Regions from separate parts of the Gossypium hirsutum genome. Here region 2 is linked to region 1. The links are chromatin contacts, called in public Hi-C maps. All regions are on one chromosome and are shown on one strand. Each heading gives the region's core, a stretch centred on a gene start, on an enhancer-like site or on the middle of the called end of the contact. The rest is flanking DNA. Distances are from core to core; before and after follow the strand shown.

Region 1 (6,561 bases), core at 167-2,666:
TATAGGCCAGCCGAAAGAGTCTTGGACAGCTATTGCCCTAATTATAATCCCCTATATATAGACCATACAGGGTTGCTCCTACAAAATATTACTCACAAAACAAGTATCACTTGCCATCATCCACCTGCTTGTTTCTCCACTAATAAGATAACCAGTTTTATAGTGTAAGTTTCTGTTCAATTAGTGATCTTTAATGCCATGCATATAATTTGTGTCAATTACAGTGGTTTCTTTTATCCTAATACCCCATTGGTTTTTTAACTGGGTTTCGGGGGACCATTACAGGCAAGTTGAAGGAAGTTTTGATAGTCATGGAAAAGCTAAACTTAGAGCTATACATAAAGAACTGTTACATACTGAAAGAGAATGAGAGGTTGAGGAAGAAAGCAAAGCTTCTCAACGAGGAGAATCAAGCCCTATTATCTGAGCTTAACCAAAAATTCTCCAACCCCACCTACTCTAAGCCAAAAAATTCAGCCATTACCATTACTGACCACCTCAACCTCAGCTTCAATTCTAACCCAAGTTCTTCCTATTATAACAATGGCGAACCCTGATTCTGCAGGATATATAGACATCAAGACCCCAGACATGGACCCAAGTTCTTCCTATTTCCATCATCTTTGTCATATAGTATTATCATTGTTCTCTCTTTAATTGGATAATGGATCCATTAATGTTGATAGTTTACAGGGGGAAAAAACAAACTTAATGGTTCAGAATCACTACGAGTTACTAGTGAGTTTCATTAAATTATCATAGAACACTATATTCTGGACTAACAACTCAACTATCTTCATGAATAGATTTGAAAATGGAGACGATACCCAAGAAGTATTAATCAGACATAATTTGAAAGTACAGCTTCTTCATCGCTCTTTCTCAGAAATCGAGCTTTCAAATTGAAAAAATATTCGCCGTTGCCATGGATAGAACCCGGGTCACCCGCGTGACAGGCGGGAATACTTACCACTATACTACAACGACCTTGTTGCTCTTGATAACAAGTATAAGCTTTTCATGAATAAATTAAGGGTTTAGGAACTTCTTTTCACTTATCAACTCAATTAACTCGAAAATTTTTCATTTAATTCAATCAAATATTCACCCCTAGAGATGAAATTATTGGGAGGGGCAGTCACGAATCTTGAATATAAACTGTAAAACGAATATGAATAATATAAAAAAATAGAATAGTAATATCTCATTTGGTACATTGACAATGTACGCTCACCCTCTAGCACTACTTATCGAGTCTAAAAACTTTACTCGTGGTGTAGCAAATATTTTTTCATATTTAATATGTTTTTATAATTAAAATTTAATAAAAATGTTTATTAAATTCCCGAAAACCCGGCAGGCCGGGCCGGGTCTAATCAGCGCCCAATAAAATCCATTAAGAAGCTTAAAACTTGGAAACACGAAAAGATTCCACGGAAAAAATATAGTAATTTCTAGATACTCACAAAACAAGTCTCTGTAGCTTTAACAAGAAATGGCGAAAGAATTCACGGTGCCGCCGGTGGTCTTCCCCTCCGGCAGCGGAGTCAACCCTTCCGTTGGAAACATCAACCAACGCCGCGTACCCACTGCTCCATTCCAACCCTCACGCCCTCCTTCCTCCTCTTCCGCTTTACCCTTCATGTCTTTCGATATGGGTTCGGCCACATCGTCGTCGGTATCCTTAGGCGGTTCAATCTCCTCCTCCGCAGCAACCGGATCCGCTTCATTCGAAGACGAAGAGCCCCTTCTCGATGAACTCGGTATCCACCCGGATCAAATCTGGTACAAAACCAGATCCATCCTCAACCCTCTCCGGGTGAACTCGACGGCCCATAAAGACTCCGACTTATCAGGCCCTATCTTTCTCTACTTATCCCTCTGCTTATTCCAACTCCTCGCTGGCAAGATCCAATTCGGCGTCATCCTTGGCTGGATCGTCGTCTCCTCGATTTTCCTCTATGTCGTTTTCAATATGTTAGCGGGTCGCAACGGCAACCTAGATCTTCATACGTGTACGAGCGTGGTTGGTTATTGTATGTTGCCGGTGGTGATCTTCTCGGCAGCATCGCTTTTTATTCCCCAGGGGACGAGCGTTGCTAGGTACGCTGTGGCTGGGGTTTTCGTTGTTTGGGCCACTAGGGCTTGCACCAATTTAATGGTGGCACTTGCTGATGGAGGTGAAGAACATCGCGGCCTTATATCGTACGCTTGTTTCTTGATCTACACTTTGTTTTCGCTTCTTGTTATATTTTAATTGAAGCACAATGTGCTTGTATCTAGGGTTAGGTTATTTTAGTGGATACTAATTGCTATGTATTCTAAAGAGGTTTTCTTTTCTTTTTTTTTTTGGTTGAATTTTGATATCTACAATGTTGAACTGGACTGAAATTTCATAGAAATTTGCCTTTTCTAGCTCAAAGTTATTACTCGGTATGTATTGAGCTCTTTTTCACTTGACATGGATATCTATATGATCTTTCAAATGTATCCTAAGTTTTTTAGAAAAAAATTATTGAGCATATTTGTGTTTGACATGAACCCGAATCCCAAGTCCGACTAATATAGAAAAATATAAACTTGTTTGAGGACTTGAATAAGGCTTTTACCTTCTTCATTATTATTCGTTTCGTGAATTTTGGATTTATCAAGCTACCCGAATCCTGAGCCTGAGTAAGATAGAAGAAGATAAACTTGTTTGAGGACATGAAATGGGAATTTACCTTCTTCATCATCACCTATTTGCATGAATATTTGATTTTATTCATGATCTAGCTATTTGGATGGTTCTGTTTTATCGAGTACAAACATGTACCCTAATCACAAATCCACTTAAGGTAGTTGTTTGAGGACTTGAAATAGGCTTTTTCCTTCTTCATTGTCATCTCTCTGCATGACTATTAGATTTAATTCATTATCAAGCTATCCAGATGGTTCTGTTTTATTGAGTAGAAACACGGACTTGAATCATGGGTCCACATAAGATAAGATAAACTTGTTTGAGGGCTTGAAATGGGATTTTACCTTCTTCATCGTCACCTATTTGCATGAATATTTGATTTCATTAATGATCAAGCTAGTCAGATGATTTTGTTTTATTGAGTACAATTATGTATCCTAATCAAGAGTCCACCTAAGATAGAAGAAGATAAACTTGTTTGAGGACTTGAAATAGGCTTTTTCCTTCTTCATTGTGATCTGTTCGCTTGACTATTAGATTTAATTCATCATCAAGCTATCCAATGGATCATTTTATTGAGTAGAAACACGTACCTGAATCGTGGGTCCGCATAAGATAGAAGATAAACTTGTTTGAGGGCTTGAAATAGGATTTTACCTTCTTCATTGTTATCTATTTGCATCAATATTAGATATAATTCATGATCAAGTTACTCTGATCATTCTGTTTTATCAAGTACTATATTGTTGGAGGTGGGTTCTGAGAGATCCTTGGTGTTAGCCCTTCTCTTCAATAAAACTATTTACTCGTCCTGGCAAAGCATATTAAGGCAATAAGGAGAAAACATCTCTTTGGGCCTGAGGAAAAATTGTTTTTCACTTTGGGTCCTTGATTCTCTTGAGAATAATGATGATTTTTATCTCTTTTTACGGTTTTACAGGCTAAATATAAATTTAGATCAGTTTTTTGGTGTGGAAGTTTAGTAGGCTTTTAAACTTGAAGCCAAGAATTGGAGGTATCATTTTATAATATAGACTCTGTGCATTAGTGCTTGTATTTACATCATGAGGCTAAATATAAATTAAGTTCAGTTTTAGGGAAATCATCACAAATTGAAGCCAAAGAAGTTTAGGTCATGTACGATGTTAAAGAAAATAAACTCTAATGCTTATGTGATTGAGTTGCCAACAGATTTGCATATCAGTCCAGTTTTTAATGTTTCTGACTTGTGTGATTGAGTTCCCTACAAATTTAGTAAGCTCTAATTCTTATGTGATTGAGTTACCTACAGATTCATTTTAGACAGCAAAGATTATTAGTTTTCTTCAGGGTTTAGGGTTAAAAATAAAATTTTATTTGCAGGAAAGTCTAGTAACTTCGCTTGCAAGAAAGTCTTTTATATATGTATGTATATATATGCTGTCCCGACTTTTTTCTAACTAGTTTTACAAACCTAATTCTCTTGATTGTTGCTGTTTTCTTCGTTAAACCTCATATATCTTGCTCGTTTCTAACATGGGATCTTGTCACGTTGCATTCATAAGTTCTGAATCTTGGAATACTTTGTATGACTCCTTTTAAGTATTGAATTCTCAGAGTACATACGCAAGACATGCAGGTTTCTATGGTAGGCATGGGCCCGAAAAGCATAACTTTTAGTTCAAAGGGTCTTTACTCCGGGCATTAGTGCTTAATGTTGTCACAATACTTTCACAGGTTTTCAATCTTGGATATATTACATGCTTTAAGTATAGAATTTTAAGAGCGCGTAGGTAGGACTGCAGGTTTCTATAGTAGGCATGGAACTTAATAGCATAACTTCTAGTTCTAATAGTGCCCTTCAAAACTGCTATATGCGTAGATTACATCTGCAAGCTGCAAATTTACCCTTTTCTTTTACCTGCATTCTTATTGTTGGTGGGATGTGTAAATATGTATTACTATTTCAATTTGCACAAGGGAAATAATCCCTTTCATGCTTTAACTATAGGTGATATATAGGTTTAATATTCAATACTTTTTAAGCACCAAGGGTCCTAGAGCATGTATGGGGCATGCCCAAGCTGAAGCTAAAGTCTTTTTCAAGATTTTATTGAATTAAAAGCATGTACGGGGTATAAAATTATATGATTGTTGATTTTGTTGGTTGGCCAATAAGACCATGAAGGACTAATTCTAGTCTTAAAAAAGATTTAATAATAAAATAAAATTATAATTAATTGTTTGTATTCCTTTAATTTTCCTTAAAAACACAACTACCATTGAACTAAACAAAGAAATGCTGTTTTTGTGTTTGGTTGTTGAGACAGTTGGGTTTCTTAAATGTTGCTTTCTATTTTCTAATTGTTTCCTTTCCCTTTTCGATTAAAAAAAATTTCAATATCTTGTGTTGTAGCAGTTGGCTGCCTCTACTTCTCAAGCCCATCACTTCACTTTGACAAGTTTTATTATTTTAAAACAATATTATACGATTAAAAAATAAGAGTTAAAAATATTGATAATCAGTATAATTGATGACAATAATAATCTTCGTAATGATTAAATTTATTAATTAACTCTATTAAAATATTTTAAATTAAAAATTATTTATTTCAAGTTGGATCCAATTCCATTAAACCATCTAAAGATTCTGATTTTATTCTTTTTAGAAAGTGGATGTGGGGTGAGATGGGTTGGAGTATTCATCTTGCTACACTATATGATTTTTTTTTTTGGAATACAAGAACAAGGTAAATCCCAAATAGCAAATATGATTAATGCAACTTGAATCCAGGTCACACCGAGGGCAGTGAACATCCCGTCCATTAGGCTATCGCATAGAGTTCACTATATGAACATTTTATCCTTGTATATTTTTAATAATTAAAAGAGTAGAAATGTAATATTGTGGTATAGAAAAATTCACTTGTTTTATATTTAAATTTTTTTTAAAAGAATTACGTGTAAATTGTGAAAAATTTATATTTAAATATTTATTTGCGTTTAAAAAATTAAAAATGTTTTAAGAGAAGTAGCAAAAATTAAATTGAAACGGAGCAGAGCAGGTCCATGGTGGAGCAGAGTGGGTTGTGAACTAGAGCATGCCAGCTGTGGAGCGGTGGTGGATGCAACATCTCTCGCCCCACTCCAAGTAACAATACAGTGACCGGTACGATGAATTAGTGCCCGTCAACAAGTAGAATATACATTATGTTCAATTCAGTTTAATAGTCAATTTCGAAGATAAAAAAGAAAGTTATTTAAATTTTGATTTGAAAATTCGTGACATTAAAATTATTTTATGAAAAAAAAATCAAACTATAGAAAAAAAAAAGGAGAGCTTTCGACTGACGTAGACAGTATAAACAGAGAATGCTATATAATAATCATTTTAATAGCTTAACGACTCGAATAAATACTTTTAAATGGTTGAGTCACCATTTAATAATTTTTTTGAAATTAAACTACTAAAATAAAAATTGACTACTGATTTAGTAACATAGGTGTAGTTTTCCTTAAGAATGACTTTCCAATATTCTTTATAAACACATGACCATTATGTCAAACTGCAGGTGATGGCATGTAAGTTAAAAATTAAAATGTCCGATGAGCAACATATTGATATACAGAGAGAAAATCAAGGTTCATACTTCAATATGGATAATACTCCTCTCAAGATAGACCAGCAAAACAAACGGCCTATGAATGTTAATTCATTTTTTGGTTTTGCTACCTTTGATTACCTTCCCTTGCTGCTAGAGTCTATGATTTATGAATGAAATGACGTGTTTGGAAGCAAAGAAAATGATAGAAACAGCAAGAAAACTAAAACAGGCAACAGAATTTTAGAAAAACGTGGTGATCTTTCTTTTGATGAACATTATATGGGAAGGGCTAGCTGA
Region 2 (6,331 bases), core at 2,208-4,707, 260 kb before region 1:
TTCCGTCGAAAAAACAACATTTCTTACCTTCTCAATGTCTCTTTCAATATTTGTGAAAGTTTCTTGAAGAGACCATGGTCTCATCGACTTATTTGCACACCAATAAAACACCACTAATGAACCAAGTTCTATAAATAGAGAATCATTTAGCTTCCATTTCATAGCTAAAAATACATCCAATGCTACCATCATCGCACCAATCGCTGCCAAATCAGTATCATTTGCTGTTACTGAACCTGAAAATAAAGCTATTGCGACTCCTTCATTATCTCTCAAGACACCTCCACAACCTACTCTATCCTCGTTTGCAATCCCACAAACATTGAACTTTAAGCATCCATGCGGAGGAGGGTGCCATATCAATGCAGCTGGTTTGGATTTAATTGAATCAATCCTACACCTACTCGGACATATCCACCAAAAGTTCTCTTGCAACATTGTTTCATCATAAACAGATCTAATCCACAGCAGTGCCCTCATCTTTGATTGAAAAATCAAATTTTCCATAGTCATCATCCTTCTTTCAAACACCATACCATTTCTTGCTAACCATACTATCCAGCAGGCTGCCGGAATTGATATCAACCAAAAACTTTTCCTAATTTCAACCATTTTCATGTTATTACACAATGAATAGAAATCCTCAAAACCATCTACCTGATTCCAACAAACCTCCCACCAATTGAATATTTTAACCCATAAACCTTTAATAAATTTGCATTTGAAGAACAAATGGTTTGCTCTCTCCGGAACTTTTTCGCATCATGGACAACTAATCGAGGTGTTTTGAAGATTCACCCCTCTTTTGACCAAAAATTTTATGTGGGAATTCTGTCAATAGCGAGCATCCAAAGAAAGCTTCGCATTCTTGGTGGCACCTTAAGTTTCCATATTTTATTAAAAGCAAAATATATATCCTCCCCTCCATCCATTATCAATAATTCAGAACATTTTCTTACCGAAAATTCCCCATTTCTATCATGTGCCCAACAAAACTTATCCTCCACATCCGGAACTAACACTGTGCTACTCATCCTCTCCACCAATTTGCTAAGCATCACCTCCTCTATTCCTAATAACGATCTTGTAAAGAGGTCGTTTCATTATTCTCTACTAAACCTATAATTTCTCATAAAATCAGCTACCGTTCTTTCCGTTGTAAGTCTTTCAATTGAACCAACCATTCTTCCTTCAGTAAGAATCTATCAAGTTTGCTGCGCTTATTGTCTAGACCAATCCATGTGAACTTTTTCCCCAATAACGGCAAATCAACCAGCTTACATCTATCAATAAAGTCACCAAACTCCTTTGACCATTCTCTATGTCCGAACAGTTGATTCGTTCACTTTTATTTCTCACTACGTTAAAATCCCCACCTATTATCCATGCTCTACTAAATTGACTTCTCAACCCATATAGATCTTCCCACATGATTTTTTGAACTGACAGATTGTTGGGAGCATATACATTAATCAATACTGCCTCCATTCCTTCACACACCCACTTTCCTTCAATTGCAATAAACCTGTTCCCACAAAACTCCATATTGGTTATAAACATACCCTTATCCCATATTGTTATCAATCTTCCTAACCTTTCTATTGCAGCTACAGATGTAAATTCAAAACAGAGTTATTGCCTTAAATTTTTCTAACTAAATCCACTAACACCATTTCTAACTTAGTTAGTTTCTTGAAGGAAGCATACATTTGCCCTAATCTTTCTCACTAGTCAATTGACAGCTTCTATTTTAGCTACCAACCCCAACCCTCTGATATTCCAGGAGACAATTCTCATGTTTCCAATCAAACTAAATAAATAAAGGAAAATCCAATTAACCAACCACTCACCAGTATCCCGAATTCCTCTTCCCTCTGCCTTCGATAGCTCCCTATTGTTGCCCTCCAATTCTCATTATCTCTTCGATTACTATCTCCTCATTGCCTTGCACACTAAAATAAGAAATATCATATTAGAGGTATATGAATAAAAATAATTATATTAGAAAATTTTAAAATTAAAAGAATTCTTTTATAATTTTTAAAATATAAAGATATTAAGAAATTTTTTATATGAGGTCTACTTCTACTGTCGAAACCATTTTTATTTTAAAAAAACAAAAATTAGTTGTCGATTTAAAAAAATGAAAAATTGGGAGTCGCCACCAATCTTTTATTGAGGTGTGATTGGATCACCTAAAAACGGCTTTTGTCTACGAGTTTTAGAAAAACGGATCCGGGAGCCGGTTACATACGAGGAAGGATTAGCACCCTCGTTACGCCCAAAAATTGGTACCTAGTTGATTAATTAGTGTCTTAATTTCGAGAGTTAAAAAAATATGATCCTTAGTAGAAACTTTAAAAATGCGTTACTTATTTAGACTTTTCTTATTTCGGAAAAAGAAAATGTCACACCCAATGCGTTAGGGCACGACATTCTACTTCTCCAAAAATGAGTTTGTCCAAAATACTTGTGTAATAAAATTTACAAGAATATTCATTTGTTTAAGATTTATAAAGAAATCGCGGCCCAATACATTAGGGCACAATTTCTCAAAATTCTAAGCATCGAATATTTCCTTTATTATTTTTTAGAAAAATCTTTATCTTGAGAAATCAACGCGTCACATCCAATACATTAGGACACAATATGTTGAATTCCTGATGATAAGCTTTATTTTGTTTGATTAAAGAGAAATTCTCGATTGTTAGATTTTACGAAGAAAATTGGAACCCAATACATTAGGGCTCAATTTCCTTGAAAATCCTAAATACGAGTATTATCTCTATTTTGAAAATTTTCTATTTTTAAATTCGAGTAAAAAGATGATGTGATGTTATATTGAATGTATGTATAAATGTCGCAATAACAAATACAACAATTGTAGAGAAATAATATAAATAATAAAACAATGACATACGAAATATCAAGTAAATGAACAAAAATAAATAAAAAAACATCCTTTAGAATATAAATGAAAGCACAAATAAATAAACGAGTGAAAGAAATAAACAAAATTATAAAATAAAAAATAAAATGTGTATATAATATGTATGTTGAAATTATGAAGAAAAAAAACACATGGATTTACATGAAGATATAGATTATAAGATTCATAAAAAATATAATGCATTTATAAAAAGAAATATATAAACATATATTGTAATAACCCATTTTGCCCGGCCCAATAAATACCAAAAAATAAATTAAATTAAAACATCCACAATTAACAGCCTAGTTTTTATAAATATTAAAATCAAACCAAAAACCCAAAAAAATAAATAAATGTCCATTTACAGACTCAAAGCCCAATTCAGTCCTTAACCCAAATAGTAAACCTAAACCCAAATTACTAGCCCAAAATCAAGCCCAAATACCCGCAGCCCAAAACAGAGAGAATCAGCAGCAGGGAAACCTAGAACCTCTAGCGCCGCAGCAGAGCCAGGCCTCCTCCTCGCACTTGTTGCGCCTGCGCGCGTGTAGTGCCTCCGCACCAAATCCACGTGAGCCTCCACGTCCACTGCTCTGTACTCCTGCAACAAACAAAACGAACAAAGCAGCAGACAAAAACGAAAAAATAGCAAAGAGGACAGAAAAAGGATGTATTTTGATTTTTTTTTCTTCTTTTGGATCAGGCTATATAAAAAGCCATTTTTCTGTATTTGAAGGGGGAAACCCACGCATACGATCACATAATATCAATAGAAAGAATCAAAAACAAAGTTTTTTGAGTTTTGAGAAGGTGATTCACCATTTTTGTTTTTTTTTTCTTCTGCGTTTCTCTATTATTTTTCTTTGCTTCTTTCTATTTGCTATACAAAAAGAAAAAGAGAAGGATCTTACTTGTGATATCACGCCGTAGGAATCCTCGTCTACTCTGTTCCGATCGGATTGGACGGGGAATCTGGGATTTGAAACGACGAAAGATGGAGGGGAGAGCCTTAGGGCGTTTTATCTTCCATATTGCTGCGGCTAAGGCTTTGATTTAGTTTAAGAATGGCTAAAGATCAATTAGGTTTTTTAGTTTGAATAGGATTTCTGAAACGACACCGTTTGAGCCTTATCCCATGGTTCCAAAACGGTGTCGAATCGGCCTGACCCGCGCGGTGACTCAAGCCCGAGGGAAGGATCCGCGCATTTTTACTCGATGGTCTATTTGCGCAATCAGTCCTCCTTTGTTTTGTATTGTTCTAATTTGATTTTCTGCAGTTTTTCGATTCATACTGTATAGTTCACTCTGGTTTCAATTTGGTTCATTGCTAAACGGCAACGTTTTCATTACTTGAATTTGAATTCTTGAATTTTTGCATTTAATTGTTGTATCAGTCCTTATGCTTTCGATTGATTGCAAATTTAGTCTTCTAAGGGTTGTATTTTCGATTTAATCATTTTTTATTTTATTTTTATTTCCCATTAGTCATAATGTTTTGTTAAATTTCATAAATATTATTGGCTCTTATAGTGAATATATTAAAGAAAATTTCATTCAAATTTAGTTTTTTTATATATAACATAATGTAAAATTAACTTAGTATTTTTTTAATATTTTTAATTTTAATAAATTTTAAATATTAGGATTAACATTGTTTTCAAATATTTTAATTTTAATTTTAAGGTACAACACATCATTATTTAAAATTATTATTAACATGTTTAGAGTTTATTAACATTGTTTTAAAATTTATCCTTTTTATTTTTAAACTTTATATCATTATATGTTTCATTATCTATATGTAAAAATGTTTTTTTTTTTATAATAATTTGACATACTTTGAACATATTTTAGTAACTCATTTTGTGTTATAACTTAATTTTCTTTTGATATAATGTTTTGAATGCTACTATATGTGCTATTAAATTATTTTAAAAATATATATATTATTATTTTGATGTTTGATATTATTATGATTATAAATTTTAAGTATTTTTATATCTAGATATGTACTTTAAGTCAATTTTAGTTATATATAATTTACTTCTTTCAAAACCTATCTAGGTGATTATTTTTTTAAATCATATATGTATTAAAACTTTGGCATGGTTATTTTCTATGTGTTATTTGAGGTAAATTAATAAATGTATTGCTTGTTTCAAATTTATTTTACGTATTATTATTCCATAATGTTATTCTTTTGTTTCAAGTCTATTTTGAGTTCATGTGTAAACGTTTCAACTTAATAATGTTGTTATTAATAAATGTTGTTGTATTTAATTCATTTGATATTTGACAATTAGGATTGATATTTGCATAATATGATAAAAATTGTTGTAGCCATTTTTGTTTGAATTTATTCTTTGTTTATTTTTCCTCAATATGTATCTAGATTATGAATTGTATCTTTTACATTATGTATTGCTATTCAATCGGGTTTCATTTGTAAAAATTGTATTTTATTAAAGCACTACAATCATGTTATTTCATAATCTTCCAAAGAAAGGCTTGGTGTTCATCGTTTTCGATTGGATTGTGCCCTAACTTACTGGGTTTCAATTCTTTTCCATGAAATTAGATGGCCAAGTACTTATTTTGTTAAAACCATACAATTTCAAAATAAATTTTTTGAGATTTCAAGATGTCGGATCCTAACTTACTGGATATGACATTTTGTTATCTCGATTTTAAAATAAAGACAATATTTGATGTTTAAGAATTTCGGGCCCTAACTTATTAGGTTTTAATTTGCCGTTTGACTCAAATAATCAGATATCCTTCTCAAAATGCATAGGTTTTAAAAGTCAAGAGATGAATTTAATTTTGAGGATTTAAAATGTTGCACTCTAACTTACTGAGTGTGACGATTTATTTCTTTGAAATAAGTGAATCTCATCGTCCAATTCATTTTACTCAAATTTTCTTTTCAAAGGATCGTATTTTAAAATCTTTTCAAAGTTTTGACACTAAGACATTAAACAATCGATTCGGTACCAATTTTGGGCGTTATGAGGGTGCTAACCCTTCCTCATGCGTAACCGACTCCCGAACCTATTTTCTCAAATCTCGCAGACCTAAAATTTATTTTTAATGGTGAACCGATCACACCTTAATAAAATATCGGTGGCGACTCCTATTTTCATTTTCAAAGTCGATTCCCATTTTACAAAATTTAAAAGTGGTTTCGACATATATATTATAAAATATGTGTAAAAATATATATATACATTTGAGCATTTAAAAAAAAAAATATACGTATATATATATAAATATAAAAAAGATATTTTGTTTAAAAAATTATATACGCATGTACATAAATAATAAATATATCCATACGAACTTATATATACATAAATATGAATTAAAAAATATATATAATACACTTACAAACATAAGAAA

The links. Hi-C and Micro-C count contacts between places; a contact is called where the count stands out from the background.
Region 2: a contact with region 1 is called in a Hi-C map of leaf, with 1.6 times the contacts expected there. The contact joins the enhancer-like site here to the promoter of LOC107928217 in region 1. A contact is called at or near these places in 2 of 34 Hi-C or Micro-C datasets (both in leaf).

Annotation. Positions count from the first base shown.
Region 1 is chrD01:62,575,063-62,581,623 of Gossypium_hirsutum_v2.1, reverse strand. LOC107928217 (protein YIPF5 homolog) reads left to right here and starts at 1,416. Exons shown (of 1, transcript XM_016859404.2): 1 at 1,416-2,490. The coding sequence starts at 1,496. The coding sequence ends at 2,257.
Region 2 is chrD01:62,833,412-62,839,742 of Gossypium_hirsutum_v2.1, reverse strand. No RefSeq gene overlaps it. Among protein-coding and RNA genes, the nearest start is that of LOC107928178, 5.7 kb to the right of the region's middle. Within about 2 kb of position 3,457, at least 8 of the 9 cell types and tissues checked have an H3K27ac peak or open chromatin away from gene starts, as enhancers often do. A contact at or near this core is called in leaf, where this site is marked.